2 separate regions of the Rattus norvegicus genome follow, and region 1 is linked to region 2. The links are chromatin contacts, called in public Hi-C maps. All regions are on one chromosome and are shown on one strand. The core of a region is the stretch at or near the end of the contact, and the rest is flanking DNA. Distances in the headings are between cores, read along the strand shown.

Region 1 (4,918 bases), core at 1,876-4,375, 320 kb before region 2:
CATCCCCTGTCCATCTTCATTGCTTAACAGCGAGCTTTGGAGAATATTCTTCGCTAATCACCCTCTGCTGCTGTTGACAGGAAGGAGGGACCTGTGAGAGCTCAACGTACACTGTGGTCTGGTTTAGCAAAGACCTCCTCATTCTCTCCAGTTTCCAGGGCAAGGGATGGACAGCACAGTGGTCCCAGTGCACCTGTATCTGGGCTTCAGGAAAGCTGATCTTCATACAGCCCAGTTCTGCAAGATAGTGAGGCCTCTTCTGGGCCCTCTGTGCTGGAGACACCAAAGGGACAAGGCATCCGCGGAAATGGGTCATTAACACTAATTTTCAAAGACACTGTGAGACAGCCTGTTGGTGGTGGCTTTTAGTCCCAGCACTTGAGAGGTACAGACAGATCTCTGAGTTCGAGGCCAGCCTAGTTTACAGAGTGAGTTCCAGGACAGCCAAAGCTAAACAGAAAGACAAAATGAAACAAAAACCAGAAAACAAACAAACAAACAAAAATGTTGTGCGGCATTTAGTGAAGGTGTCTGTCTGCTGGGCTTTCTTTCCTGGGCTGTTTCTGGCTCTCACTTTTCTAGTCACTCCTGTCCCCGACTCATTATGAGGCACTGCCAGGTATAACAGGGACCAGTCTAAATTTATGGTCTAGGAATTCTATTTCTTTAAAAACAATTAACATTTAATCAACAAAAAATTTAATCTTCATTTTAAACTGTTTTACATTCACTAAAATCACTAAATTAAAATTTATCTTTAAGTTCCCACACAAAATGTGTGTACTTACAGAATACCATAGAGTGTTTTGCTACGTGTATATATCACATAATATTCCATCAGATAAACATCTCCATCTCTTCAAAAGCTGATCATTTCTTTAGGTTAAAAAAAAATTGAAATTCTTTCTTCAACCTCTCATAGCACCCAGAGATTACTTCTTGTCTTTAAATGCAGCCTTCTCCTCTCCACATCCTCTGCCCCTTCCCTTTTCCTGCCTTTCTGACTGACTTCTGTGAAATCAACACCGTCAGAAATTCCACACATAGGTCAGATCATATGACATTTCACCCTATGCCTGCTTATTTGTGTTTGTGTATGTATGCATGTGTGTGCATGTGGAGGTCAGAGGTCAACATGGCTGTCAGTCATTTTTCACCTAGCTTGTGGAGACAAGGTCTCTCGCAGAATCTGGAGTTCACTGACAAAGCTAGACTGACTGGAATTACAGACACATGCCATTGTGCACAGCTTTTACAAAAGAACGACGCATCCTTTGTGTTTCTTAATGAAAACAGGAGCTTGATTTACCACCATATACCCAGTGTGGGAACATATGTTTAGCACAAATGAGGCCCTGAGTTCAATCCCGAGCATGCACACATACACAGCATATATTTATATATAAATAATACAGGTCTCAAAGACCAGTACCAAATTCTGCTATATAACTTTATTTCCTTTAAAGTAATTTTTTATACTTTCTCATGCATGTGCATGTGTGCACATGTGGAGGTCAGGAGACAATTTACAGGAGTCAGTTCTCTCCTTCCATGAAGAGTCTAAAGCTCAAATTTAGATCACCAGGCCTGGGGGTAAGAAGTACTTTTGGCCACTGAGTCATCTTGCTGGTCATGCTCTGCAGCTTGAAACAGAAGGTGTTTCAAATGGGAAGTTTTAGGTGTGTGTGTGTGTGTGTGTGTGTGTGTGTGTGTGTGTGTGTGTGTGTCTGTGTGTGTGTACACATGTATGTGTGTGTATGTATGTGGTATGTGTGTATGTGCATGTATGTTTGTATATTTATGTGGTGTGTGTGTGTATGTGTGTGTGTAGAGCACTATAGTCTTGTCTTTCTCAATCTTTATGGATTTTGATGGAAAAAATACAGATATTCTTTAGTTCAGGATGATATTTGATCCTAATATGTATTGTTAAGTACAAAGCTTACAGAATATTCCCAACTTACCAGGCACCAAGCTCAGCTTTCCTCACTGAAGTCTGGCCATAGTTAGGCAAAGTTACCTAGCTGAAAGCCTTTGTAATCATAAAATTCCATGTAACTCACTAAGCACAAAACCAAGTTGACTGTTTGGTACAATTTTGCAGCACAATAGAACTGGGGGAAAAGCTTCAGTTGAACTAAATGAGGAGTTGCCTATCTGGACTTCTCATGGCAACTTGCGTTCTATAAGTTAGTTTTCCCCTGAAGACTGCCTCTGGGTGTCATTCACGAGCTCACAATGGTTTTCACATCCTTGAGCGGGGAAGCGTCTACTCTGCCTCCAGGTTCCCAAAGCCTAAGATGCTTACTATTTAACCCATTAAGAAAAGTTTGCTAGCTGGCTGGTCAAGAGGAGGTGAATACCTCAGCAATGCCTTTCCAGGGGCCTGGTAAAGCAAAGTGAAAGCTCTGGTTATGAAAAAGACGAGTAGACATATCCCTATGATAAAGCAGTATTTACATTTACATGTGTCTTTGACGATACGATGGGCAGGGGGTTATCTTGTGGGTGTGATTCAAAGTCACGATGTCTGAAATTGTTCCAATTAGCAAGCGAAGAAAACAAAGCGAAGTAAAATACAGATAAAGACCTGTCAAATGAAAATACAAACGATGGAGAAGTCTGGGGGAAGATCCGATTTGAATCGCTGTAATGGGTACGCCGGGTACATAATTCCGGAGCCATAGGGTCTGTTTCAACCTGTCGAGGTCCGCCATGTATGAGTGCTTCACATCCACATGTTGTTCAGTGTTTTGCTCTTAGGAAAGTTCCCATGCAGTTCAGAGGCCCTGTCCTGGGCAAGGTAAACAGTGATGCTTTGCTAACTGTGGAACAGATAAAGTGTCTATCCATTTAACTAGCGCTTGGAAAGCAAACATGTCCCATCAATTCAATGTCATGCCCAGAGCCAAGAGAAATAGACGGATCATCAAGCTTTTACAAAGGGAGTTCACAGTAGTCTCTGATACGATGGAACAATATCTTTGAAAGTTTCAAAACACAGATAAGATGAACTCATTTGTATTTCTTGGGAATTACTCTTTTGAAACAGTAAGTTCCAGCCAGATTTAGGGTGTTCTGGTACGCAGTCAATACTGCCACCTGCTGGCTGGATCGAGGAGGGCTATTTTGTCAACCTCACAAAAAACGTGACGAAACTGAGTCACTTGGTAGGATGGTTTAAGCTGTTGTTCCCACATTTAAACTCTCTTATTTTCCTTGACAATAGTGTTCATGGAATTATACCCTATATTAGACTGTTCTTTCACTTGTGAATGTGTGTTTACCACACATGCTCATAGAACGTTTCTGATGAGCTTATTATAAACTTACTGGTTATGAATCTTTGTGGTGCTGCTGCCTTAATTTTTCTTCCGTTTCCTTCTTCCACTCCCTAACCTCCTCCTCGTCTCTTTTAAAGAGTCAAGGTCCAGTTTGGCTGGCCATGTCGGATTTGTGTTCTTGGGATGAAGTATCGTCCAGTGGAGCTGGGACTGTAGATATTCATCACTGTCTGGCTGTTCATTAAACCACAGGCACACGTGCACATGCACAAGTAGTAGAGACAAATGGAGGAAAAGAAGTGAAACTCACATCAACCCAAGAAAATTTCTGTAATGGTGGCAGGACTCATTACCTGTTTAGTAGAAGGAATGTCTTCATTATATAAGTTCTTCAGTGACATGGAGTATTATTTTAATGGTGTTAACAATGATTTAATCATAAAGGCATTGTGCGTTTATCTGTGTGTATTCTTCATGAACATTTCTTCTCACAGATACGTTTGGATCTCATTTGATTCTGAATAGACAGCTGAACCAAATGTTTTTCCTGCTCTTTCTGTAGTGTGGCTTCACATTTGCTCCGTCTTTGAATGGAGCGCTTGTGAACAACAGAAACTGCCCTGGAAAGGGCTAGCAAGCAAGATCTCTGGAGCCCCAACATCTGCAAAAGCTGTTCAAAGCCTTGAAGAAGCAGTGGTGGATCCTGGGTCAGAGGTCGACCTCTTGTGTAACACCCAACAGGCTCTTGATCCTGTCCTCAGCACCATCACCCACAGACATACACAAAAGAAACTCAGACTGGAGGACAAGCATCAACAGTTGACTTAGACGGCTCTCTCCCCCCCCCCCCTGTCCCTCTCCCTGTCCCTCTCCCTGTCCCTCTCCCTCTCTCCCTCCCTCCCTCTCTCTCTCCCTCTCCCTCTCCCTCTCCCTCTCCCTCTCCCTGTCCCTGTCCCTCTCCCTCTCCCTGTCCCTCTCCCTGTCCCTCTCCCTCTCCCCCTCCCTCCCCCTCCCTCCCCCCCCTCTCTCTCTCCCCCTCTCTCTCTCTCCCCCTCTCTCTCTCTCCCCCTCTCTCTCTCTCTCTGAACTATACCTGTAGGCTTTCTTACAAACAGCACATGTAAATCCTTCAGTGCACAGAACTTAAAGACACAGAACCAAAGACACCAGAGCCTTTACTCAAGAGTCAGAAATTCAGAATTTCAAGTTAAAAATAAAAAATGAAACAATCTCCACTTGAGCAATGGTTCTCAAACCCTAAAAGCAATATAGCATAAACCCCTATTAAGCATAGTTCAGACTTCAACGTAACTTCTATAATACTGGATGCCGAACGTCAATAACTGTAAGTGCGGTTCAGAGCACACGAAACGTCATATTTGGGTTAACGTTTTTTGTTTCCATCCCTAAGGCAGCAAGGTGATTCTCGGCAGCTTTGTCTTTTTGACTGTAAGTTGTGAGGATCCTGGAGAGCTGCCAGGCTTTCTCTGTGGTTAAGCTGGAGGCTCCTGTGCCCAGTGTTTCTATACTTCCAGCCGCTAGAAGATGGTGCTGGGTTCCTAAGACGGCAGATGCCATAATGGCTCCCCAGTCAGAGAGGAAAAGGAGGCCCCAGCTTTAAAGTATGTTTATAA
Region 2 (4,944 bases), core at 269-2,768:
CCTCCTCTTTGGAGCAAAAGATTACTTGCCCCAGGATTTCTGCAAATATGAAATGTCACAAAAGTGCAGAGTGTCGGGATTAAGACAAAGGCACCTCACAACACAGAAGCACATTTAGTACATTCATAGAAAGCCAAGGTTGGAGGTCAAAGCTATAGAAAGCCTCTCACTTTTAAGTGCAAACACAGAGAGAGCAGGAAAAAAAAAGTAATTTCCTTGAGCGAAGCCAGTTGCTACTTTTGTATGTGGGCACAGAAGTTGGTACTTATACAATAGCAGTGTTCCTTGTAACACTTCACCAAACTGTTTTTGATAATCTATTTCCTACTAGATGGTGGGTTTATTATGGCCATGGTGCTTAGACCAGAGACATCACTAAGTGGTGGTGATAGTGGCGGTGGTGGTGGTGGCGGCGGTGGTGGCGGTGGTGGCAGTGGTGGCAGTGGTGATGGTGATGGTGGTGGTGGTGGTGGTGGTGGCAGTGGTGGCGGTGGCAGTGGTGGCAGTGGTGGTGGTGATGGTGGTGGTGGTGGTGGCAGTGGTGGCAGTGGTGGTGGTGATGGTGGTGGTGGTGGTAGTGGTGGCAGTGGTGGTGGTGGCAGTAGTGGTGGTGGTGGTGACAGTGAAATGATGTGGTCATGATGATGGAGACAATGGTGATGAAGAGGATAGTGATAGCTATCATACTGGGCACAGACAGTCTGTGAGAAATTCTTCAATGCACTTTCCATGGCTAACTCACTTGTGGTTCTCAGAAACTCTTTGAGAGAGACTATCAACCATATTTTTATAATGAAGTCAGGATTCTAATTTTTTCTCTGTTTGGTTTGTGCTCTAATGACAGCATATTCTGTACTGTTTTTCTGGTACTGAAAGGGATTTTGTGTAGCTAATACTGTCTGGGGTATCCTGCAGAGTAGGCCCATGGAGTAAAAAGAGTGTAACAGTCGGGGCCATAAAACAAAAGCATTAGCACAGTGAGGAAGATGTATGTGTTCCTTAGTTAAAAGATTAGAATTAACACAGAAGAGGAGAGAAAGAGATAATTTAACTTTAATTCTGAAGGTCAAATAGGGCAGCCTAACAAATTGTGTTGGTGGCATTTTATATTTGTCTCTTGGTAATTTTTCTTCTGAAATGCATATGTCTGGAGTGTTGGTAGGCAACATACTTTATGATTTAACCTCTGGCATAAATGCTACAGTAAGAGCAAAAGTGAGCTTAACGATGAAAACCTAGTGTATTTATTCTAACCCATCAAAATATGGGTAAGTAAGAGTTTGGCTACATAACTGTAAAGCCAGTCGGACCACAGGTATCACTTTTTGGTGGCAAAAGTGAGCCTGTTGTGCCCATGCTGGTCAGACAGTCTGGCCTAGCTAAGGGCAGAAACTGTCGGTGCTGAAGGCACAGGAGCCAGTCACCGAGCAGGACATACTGTAATTACGTGCCACACGTTTTACCATTTAAATAATGCAAGGCCTCCATTCATTGCCACAGGCTGTTTATGGTTTCCTTTCCCTATGTAATACTGACATCTAGAGGAACTTCGAACTGAAGCATCTCTAATAAGCAGAAGTATCTCCTTTCCTCTCTGCACTTAGCAACCTTGTGGGCCTTCATTCCAAAGCCTTCTCATTTTGCATCTTTATTCCTCCACAGGAGGTCCTAAAATAGGACACAGGTCTACGGATACATTTTGTCATCCAGAAATGACATTTGTTTCTTAGGAATGTCCTAGTCAGGATAAGTGCTGTTAAACCAGACATTCCTAAAACCGTTCCCATCATCCCGCAAGGGAGGAAGCCTCTTCAGGATTCTGCTCCTCTGTTGGGTTCCCGAGAGGAACAAAAGAGCTCATTTCACTCAGCTTCATTTATTCATCATTTAAAAAAAACATGTATGAATTTTCATATGGGCACCTTTGCCAGTTTCGACCAATTCCTTTTACAACAACTCTTTTTACATTTATATTTTACATATTTTATAACGTTTATTAACAGAATTGGGCAAACACTTATGAGTCACTATAGTAAATGTCTCTAAGAACAAGCATGCCCACCTTCATTATCAATGCTTATCACGCACGTCACACCATGTCGCCTCTACAGTGACATGGATGTCACTCGCCATAGGAGCCAACCGTGCACTTTGGTGGGCACCCAGTGCCTGGGCATGAGTTCCTTTTTGTCCTGTTCTTCAAACCTGCTTCAGGGCCACACCCAAACTCTCTCAGAAGTGAGGGATGACGTAAGGGAAGTTAACCCCCCAGGGCAACTTGTGCCTGCTCCTCCTTTCATTCCAGTCAATAAACACTATCCTTTTTCTTCTGTTAATTTATTTATTCACTTACTTCCCCATCTCTACTCCCCTCCTCCAGGTCTCCCTCCCCCCACAGTCCCTGCCCTGAACTCCCCTCCCTCTCTCCTCAAATCAATTCTAAAATGGCTTTAACCTTAACCATTACAGTAAAAGTGAAACTACACTAGACCTCCACAATATGGTGTTGGGCTACTGTCCTCCAATTGGGAACATTCCAATGGAATACTCTATTTTTGTTTCTCTAGCACCTGAAGAAGAGATTTTGGAGCTCTAAAAAATTGCCCAGGAAACCAAGGTGCAGTGAAGGAAGGAAGCACTTATGGGAATGGGTCTACCAGAGTGGGAGCGTGCTGCCATTAGACCGTGATATGGGAAAGCAAGGCTTCCCTGGGGACCATCTCGAAGCGTCCCTGACACTCATATCCACTGCTTTACTTCAGAACAAAATGTTACATGACAATTCTACCCCTGCATTTGGGGAGTATAGTTGCTTCAGAACAGAAATTTATAACACAACGCATGGACCATGACCAAGACTGGGCCTCGAATAGTGGCTTTGTATTTTGTTGCTATGGCAATACCATGGAGAGTACTTTGTGGTCATTTTAACCCAATGTCTAGTAATATAAGAACAAAATTATAACGATCTAAAATGACTTTGTTACATTTTAATTAGGCTCTTAATGGGAGAATTGAGAATCAATAATTCCTGAATATAAAGAGGTTTTTTTTTTTTTTAGAAAAATAAAGGAACCTACATTTTTCTATTTGAGTATAAAAGATTGATCTTAACACTTTATGTCTATTATTTGTTTGCAGTGAGGGTTTCCCAGCAGAGTGTGGAGGTCGGAGGGCAGCTTGCTGGAGTTGATTCTCTCCTTCAACCACGTGGGCTCTGGAAACTGAGCACAGGAAACCATTCTTGTTAGAGAGTGCTGTTATCTGCTGAGCCATCTCGCCAGCCAGATGAAAGATTAATTTTAGAGATCATTTGTAAGCAAATCTATTTCTCTTGATCTGCAGATGCTCTCAAATTTCTGGTGCACAAAACAAAGAAAATGCCCCGTGTCTCTGTTCAGACGGGAGGACCTCTCTCTCACACAGCACAGCCCATGTTGTTGGCTCTGGCAACCGGCATGAGGTAAGCTAGGACTGGGTCTCACTGATGGAATCTAGGAGCGAAAGCGTTGGTCTTGACCTCAGAAGCAAGGGAGTGGCTCCTCCCTGAGCTGTGGATAACATCAAGCAGAATCAGTCACCTGAGTAAATAACTCCACCCGGAAAACGAAAGCTGGTGGATGTGTCCACAAAGCAGGGAACAGTGCTTCGTTCAGAACCATGAAAACCGGACTTCAGGGGTCTGACGTTAAGGCTGCCGGTTCAGCGAAGTCTAATTATACCATCTGTCAATGAAGATAGATTAAAATACAATGTGGACTGCTGTTTAAGTTCCAATTTTTGAAGAAAAAAAATTTCATTCTTCAGTCTTCTCCAGCAGAAAAAAACAGAGTAGCATAATATTGGTCCAACCATCTTCTTTGGCTGTTCCTTGCTGACAAAGGCCTTTTGTTTTCTTTCTTTCCTTTTCTTCTTGTCTTTTTTCTTTCATTGAAAGTTAAACTTAGGACCTCATGCATGCTAAACAAGCCCAGAGCCCAGAGCCCACATGGATAGGTTGTCTGGAGCAGTTTTGAAAGACCAGTGACTGGGGCTGGCCACAGAAGACAGAGCGTAGACCCCCCAGTATCTACTCTACCTTTACTGGGGTACAGGCTACAGTTACAGCTATAGCCCCTCACACTGTTATCCAGCCTAACTCTGGCAATTTTAGGGGAAAAAAAAGAAAACAGTTTAAAACAAGCAAACTAGCTTTTTCGATCGGCCATTCATTATGCGTGGAGCAACCACCATGATGCAGATTTTTGTGAAGACCCTTACGGGGAAGACCATCACGCTCGAGGGTGAACCCTCGGACACTACAGAACATGTAAAGGCCAAGAATCCAGAATAAGGAAGGAACTCCTCCTGGTGAGCAGAGGTTGGTCTTTGCTGGTAAGCAGCTGGAAGACAGCCGTACTTTGTCTGACTACAACATTCAAAAAGAGTGCACGCTCCATCTCGTGATGAGATGTGGTAGAGCTAAGAAAAGGAAGAAGTCGGGGCTGGGGATTTAGCTCAGTGGTAGAGCGCTTGCCTAGCAAGCGCAAGGCCCTGGGTTCGGTCCCCAGCTCCGAAAAAAAAAAAAAAAAAAAAAGAAAGAAAGGAAGAAGTCTTACCCCACCCCCAAGAAGAGGAAGCATGGGAGGAAGAAGGTCAAGTTGGCTGTTCTGAAATACTATAAGGTGGATGAAAATGGCAAAATCAGCTGACTTCGTCGGAAATGTCATTCTGATGAATGTGGTACTTGAGTTTTCATAGGTAGCCGCTTTGACAGGCACTACTGTGGCAAGTGTTGTCTGACTTACTGTTCAACAAACCAGAAGACAAGTAGTTGTGTATGACTTAATAAAAAGAAGGAACTGTGAAAAAATAGAAAAGCAAACTATAAGTTTTTACCCTGATATTTAATCCCACTGGGTACTTATATGCATATCTTGTACCAGATTGATGGGCTGATCAATG

The links. Hi-C and Micro-C count contacts between places; a contact is called where the count stands out from the background.
Region 1: a contact with region 2 is called in a Hi-C map of the A7r5 cell line, with 6 times the contacts expected there. The contact joins two enhancer-like sites. A contact is called at or near these places in 4 of 12 Hi-C or Micro-C datasets (the A7r5 cell line, Schwann cells, frontal cortex and 1 more).

Annotation. Positions count from the first base shown.
Region 1 is chr17:32,243,103-32,248,020 of GRCr8, reverse strand. No RefSeq gene overlaps it. Among named protein-coding and RNA genes, the nearest start is that of Gmds, 59 kb to the left of the region's middle. Within about 2 kb of position 3,125, at least 4 of the 93 cell types and tissues checked have an H3K27ac peak or open chromatin away from gene starts, as enhancers often do. A contact at or near this core is called in the A7r5 cell line, where this site is marked.
Region 2 is chr17:31,919,540-31,924,483 of GRCr8, reverse strand. All of the region lies in intron 1 of Mylk4 (myosin light chain kinase family, member 4), which reads right to left. It also overlaps the pseudogene Rps27a-ps20. Among named protein-coding and RNA genes, the nearest start is that of Mylk4, 44 kb to the right of the region's middle. Within about 2 kb of position 1,518, at least 2 of the 93 cell types and tissues checked have an H3K27ac peak or open chromatin away from gene starts, as enhancers often do. A contact at or near this core is called in the A7r5 cell line, where this site is marked.